2 separate regions of the Mus musculus genome follow, and region 2 is linked to region 1. A link is a contact called in public Hi-C data. All regions are on one chromosome and are shown on one strand. Each heading gives the region's core, a stretch centred on a gene start, on an enhancer-like site or on the middle of the called end of the contact. The rest is flanking DNA. Distances are from core to core; before and after follow the strand shown.

Region 1 (2,700 bases), core at 151-2,650:
GGCACTTTACTAACTTACCCAGCACTGACAAAATGGATGCAAAGCTAGAGTGTCTGGCTGCTGCCTCGAATACTGCATTTGTGTCCAAGAACTTTCCAATGACTAGAAGCCCATTTACCAACAGCCTGCAATGCTTTTGGGAACCCGAACTTCACGGAGACTCGAATAAAAGCTCCAGGAGGCTGCAAGTCTCCACCACTCTCCTGAAAACCCCTCTTATCAGAAACATTTGAAGAATTCCTCCATAACAATTAAGCTGACTTGAATGGAAACTTAGCATCTCAAATATACTATATATGGAATGAAACTTGGCCAAACACGTAAATACAAACTCACACGCTCCCTGACACTTTCGGCCTACAATTATGAGCCAAGGATTCTACAGCATCAGCAACAGACAGATCCACCTGTCACCTGTCAGCAACACCCAGGGACCCTTGTTAAGTCTTCCTCTTCCAACCACTATCTCGGGGCAAGAAAATCAGAGTAGTCCTGTGGACTCTAAGGGGGCCCCAACCTCTTCACAGCGGGGCGTGCTGCCCATTTGGAAGAAGGCTGCAGACAAGCAAAATCGGAAAGCAAAGCGAGAGAGGTGCTTCCTCTTTACCCTGCACTTAACTTCCCCGGCTCTCCCTTAACTCGCGGGCCCCGAAGTCATCGTTATCCAGACCTGGGTTCCCCCAAAGGCGTCTGGTTCCCTCCCTCCCACTTCCAGATCACAGGCCTGGGGGCGGACCGGGGGCCAAGGCACCCCCACCCCCGGCTCTCTCCGGCGCTGGGCTCCGGGGCAGGCCCGGTCCCCCTCCCCCGACGCCCCGGAGCCCAGGCCAGGCCCCAGGCTCCCCGCCCCCACCCTCCCCGCAGGACTTGGGGGGCCTCCCTGCGCCTCGCCACCGCGGGCAGGACCCGGGCGGAGCGGCGGACGAAGGCGAGGAAGGCGCGGACGCCCCGCTAGGGCTTCGCGCGCCAGGCAGAGCCGGTCCCCGAGCCGCTGCAGGCGCGGGGAGCCGGGCTGGGGGTGGGGGGGGTGGGGGGTGGGGAGGGATCCCGCCGAGGCCCCGCAGCGCCGTCCGCTTACCCTTCGCCGCCGCCGCGGCTTCCCCCTCCTCCTCGTCCGCCGCCGCCGCCTCTCCCACTTGGGCAGCCGTCTCCCCCGTCGTCACCGCGGCCGCCGCCAGCGCCGATTCCACCCGGCAGGGGGGACACCTCAGCCCTCCCTCCCTCCCCGCTCGGCCCCCTCCGCCCGGCCGCCGCCAACTCCCTCCGGCCGCCGCCGCCGCTCGCGGCTGAGGGGGAGGGGAGGGGGTCGGCCTGGGGCGCCCCGCCGCCGGCGCCTGCCGCGGATCAAAGCGATGGCCGGGGCGGCGTCGCCGCGGCCCGCTGCTCGGCTCCGGCTCGCACGGCCGCCCTGCCTCCCTCCGCCCCCACCCCCCTGCCGCTCGCCTGCCCTCCCCCCACCCCCCCAGCTCTCGCTCGCTCGCCCGCTCGCGCCGCGGCTCCGCCAGCCCAGTCCGCATCAAAATACGGCCACACAATATGGCGGCGCGGCGGCCGGCAAACACCGCGAGATCTGAGGCGGCGGCCGTGACGAGGCCTCCCTCCGCCGGGTGGCGGGGATGCTCTGTCCACGCCCCACCTCCGCCAGCCGCCGTCCCCACTCCCGGCTCGCCGTGGCCGGAGGGGACGCGTCCCGGCGCGGGCTGAGGAGGAGCACGCGGGTCCCTCACGCTCGGACGGGGAGGGAGGGAGGGAGAGAGAGAGGAGCCGAGCGGTGCGCGCGCCGCCGAGGGCCTCGCGGCTCCGGAAGCGGGTGGCGGGCTGTGCGAGCAGGGCGAGCCGTGCGAGCCGGCGGCCCAGCTCGGGGAGACGGGCGGGACCCTGCAGGCCCTGACGGGCCGCGGGGCAGGTGGGCCTGAGGCGGAGGCGAGCGCCGGGCCTGCGGGGCTGCGGGGCCGCGAGCCGGACACACCCCCTTGGAGCCGGGCCGCGCCCAGGCCGCGAGCTACCGGGTGACCCGGGAGGGACGGCGGGTCGGATGGAGACCGGGCGGTGCGGGACGCGTCCTGGAAGCCGCGGGACCCGAGCGGAGTTTGGCTCGGCCGCTGGACTTTCCTTGATCAGCAGTGGGGGCCCGCAGAGAGAACGATCTAAAGAATCAAGCGAGTCGTTGCGATTGTAACTGCACGTTCCTAGAAGACCTAGAAGCAGAGCCAAAGACACTTTAGCTTCGAGGGGAGACGCGGGGGAGGGGACACTTCTGGTTTCTATCTTCTTAAAGATGTGCTTCGTTTTCCCTCGGGGTGGGGTGGGGTTGGGTGGTGGTGGTCAACGTTCAGATGTTTCTCACAATGTAAAATATTTTAAAATCTTGGCGGTTTCATATGGCAAAAAAAAAAAAGGCTTTTTTTTTCTTCTTCTTGACCCTGTCCAAAGTGTGCATATCGCTGCCAGTTTCTTCCTTGAAGAAATTCATACTACCGAAAAAAATCCGGAAGGACTATTTTTATTATTCTGTTATCAGTATAAGCTCCATAGGTGCTTATTGCTTATTGTTTTTAAAGCCCCTTTTTTAAACACTTAAAACCCTTTCACTTCCTTTTTACACTCAGTTTTACAAAGTACCTGAAATATTGGGGTTTAGCTCTACTTAAAAACTTTTAGCCCGCCAGAAGTCAGAGTGCTAATGATTTACAACATTGG
Region 2 (2,700 bases), core at 199-2,698, 37 kb after region 1:
TTTTTTCTTAGCTGAACAATGACATAGACATTCAGCCAATATGGGCTCCATGAGAATTCTTTTCTCTAGATGACATAAAAACTAATCATATATTTATTTATGTATCCTAAATATCCTTTTTGCACATGGGTTTGACCGTTCCCCTCTTTCATATTTAATGAACACCAGAAGCTGACTGCTATTATCTTTATTTCTGAACTTAACTTGTAAGATGACGTCACCTGAAAGCAGATATCACTTAACATATATTGTTTTAACTGGGGTCATGACCTTGCTTCTGATACTTTGCATGGTAACTCGTGGTAACACTCAGGGATTGGCTTCAGACCAATAGTACGTCAGAGGGAAAGGCATGGGCAGGACTGTAGTTGAGCAGAACGCTCAGCAAAGTAGGAGCTAGTACGCCTTGCATAGGGGCAACCTCCCAGTTGGCCAGAGAAGAGAATTTATGTGGGACCTGTGGTGAATGACTGATGTGGGTCAGTTTCAGATTGTGGAAAACTTGGGATTCCAGGCTAAGGAGTTCCTACCTTATATAGGCATCAGGGAGCTATTGTAGGCTTCTGTGTGCAGCTTGGTGAGTTAGAGTTGAATCTCAGCCTCATGAGTCCAAGTTCAGAGCTTTGCAATACAAACCTTGTTATTCTCTCTCTTTCTCTCTCTCTCTCTCTCTCTCTCTCTCTCTCTCTTTCTTTCTCTCTCTTTTCTTGTTTTCATAAAACTTTACTTTCAGTAATGATGCTGGTTGGAACCGTGCTTGAAAGGGGGTGAGTGGTTGGAGGGAAGATGGAGGGACTGAGGGAGCTTAAAGAAGTGGGAGAGAAAACACAAACACAGACCACAGAAGAGGAAAGTGAGCTATTGGTTATTATTTCCAATCCTGTGGATATGAAACTCTATCCCAATTGTGGGAAGCTGAGAAAGGCCACAGCAAAATAAGAGAGAAGCAGTCGTATTAACAGTGATGCTCAGATGCTGGAGGAGAGTGAAGGTGTAGACTTACGTTATGGAAATATCTTTAACCTCAACCAAATTCCAAAGGCATTGTAAAAGAGCGCGCTGGCGAGGCTGGCTTAGCTATGTAGGGGCTTTGCCATTAGAGACCCACAAAATTGTAAACCTTGGAAACTGCTGTGCTTTAAAAAAAAAAAAAGCTTCTGAACCCTTGTCATTTAAAATGCATTTTTTCCAGCATCACTTCAAATGAGTCAACGCAGTATTTCCCCCACACTGTGCACTTTCAGGCTCCAACTCAGTGTTTGCTTAAATCAGATTTAGATGTGCTACGATTCTAAGCACCAGTATGTCCTAAACTCCCACGTGACTCCAGCTAGCAGGAACGGAAAAAACATTTGATCAAAAGTGACCTAACGTAACCTAGTGGGCTTCCCCACCTTGGCCTGTCTATCTTTTTCCTGCTGTGGCTCACACTTGCTTCTTAGTCACCAGTGCTCTTCTCTGAAGCCAGGCCCCTTATACTTCACAGTCCCTTGCTCCTTGCTGTTTTCTGCCATGTATTGCTTTGTGTCAGGGGATGTGCCTAAGGTGCTAATGTGATACATGTTAAGGTCTCCACAGGGGTCCCGGTGCTCTGTCCTCTGTCTTCATTCTGAGTCAGCCTGGTCTACAAAGTGAGTTCCAGGACAGCCAGGGCTATACAAAGAAACCCTGTCTCAAAACAAACAAACAAACAAACAAACAAACAACCAAAAAACAAAACAACAAACAACAACAACAACAACAAAAAGAATTCCCTTGCTGTGGGTATAGCTCTTTATCAAGGGCTAGGAGGACTTATTCCTTACATTAGGCACAAATAGCCACTGGTTATTTATTGGTCATTTTAAGGTCAAAGCTCTCACTGAGTTCTTGCACCCTGAACCTTGGAAAGTGGGAAAAAGGACATTATTTCACTTTAAGGTAAGAATCATTCCCAGCAACCAACAGGGACACATTTCAGTGGTGCCTCATTGTGAGATCTAGGAGTTTCTGGATCTCCAGGCCTGTCACGGAGGTCATTCTCCAGAACTCTGGCTTCTGAGTTCTAATCCACCTGGCAAGCTGGAGTGCAGGCATCTCTTCAGTGTACCCAGAGACTCACTCTCTGCAGCCTCTGTTGAAGCTGGCAGCAGGCGGGCTGAGAGGATGCCCTGGAAAGGAGAGGCAAGCAACACTGCCAGACTCTCCAGTTTCCAAAGTGGAGAGAAGATCTGCTGCCCCAGAATGACCGCCTACCAGCCATCCTGTAAGAGGGCTCCTCCTGGGAGGCATGCTTGCCTTGGACTGCTTGGGTGACTCTAGTGTGCCAGCTGCTGGTCTACCCCCTCATACCTATTAACAATTTCTTTTAGGGAAACGGAGCTCTTGGGTTGTAGAAACTTAAAAACCCTAATAAGTTACTTTGTATTTGCAGGGCTGGGGAGGGAAGCTGTTTTACAACCACTGGAGAAACTTTGTTGGTGACATTCATCGGGAATATTCTGTCCATCTCTACCTGATGACACCCTAGCAGCCATTTCTGGTTGCTTAACATGGTATGTTCTCTTCGAAGCCTTTGCCAATTTTCCCAACTTACCTCTCTTACACATTGTTTGCACTGGAAATTCCTCCAGGGTGGTGGCTGATCGAGCTTGGCATGCAAATAGTACATACCACCATAACATTTTGTGCAGAGTTGGCTGCCAAATTAAATTGAGGTTT

Evidence for each region. Hi-C and Micro-C count contacts between places; a contact is called where the count stands out from the background.
Region 2: a contact with region 1 is called in a Hi-C map of embryonic fibroblasts, with 2.2 times the contacts expected there. The contact joins the enhancer-like site here to the promoter of Tab2 in region 1. A contact is called at or near these places in 5 of 39 promoter capture datasets (the 3T3-L1 cell line, 3T3-L1-derived adipocytes, the C10 cell line and 2 more), 9 of 484 Hi-C or Micro-C datasets (the 63-12 cell line, B cells, the G1E-ER4 cell line and 5 more), 10 of 115 datasets of contacts at active chromatin or transcription factors (the 230-238 cell line, CD8 T cells, the HPC-7 cell line and 4 more) and 1 of 9 other capture datasets (adipose tissue).

The regions. Positions count from the first base shown.
Region 1 is chr10:7,954,723-7,957,422 of GRCm38.p6, forward strand. Tab2 (TGF-beta activated kinase 1/MAP3K7 binding protein 2) reads right to left here and starts at 1,401. Exons shown (of 7, transcript NM_138667.3): 1 at 1,079-1,401.
Region 2 is chr10:7,991,438-7,994,137 of GRCm38.p6, forward strand. No RefSeq gene overlaps it. Among named protein-coding and RNA genes, the nearest start is that of Gm30820, 13 kb to the left of the region's middle. Within about 2 kb of position 1,449, at least 17 of the 459 cell types and tissues checked have an H3K27ac peak or open chromatin away from gene starts, as enhancers often do. A contact at or near this core is called in embryonic fibroblasts and hippocampal neurons, where this site is marked.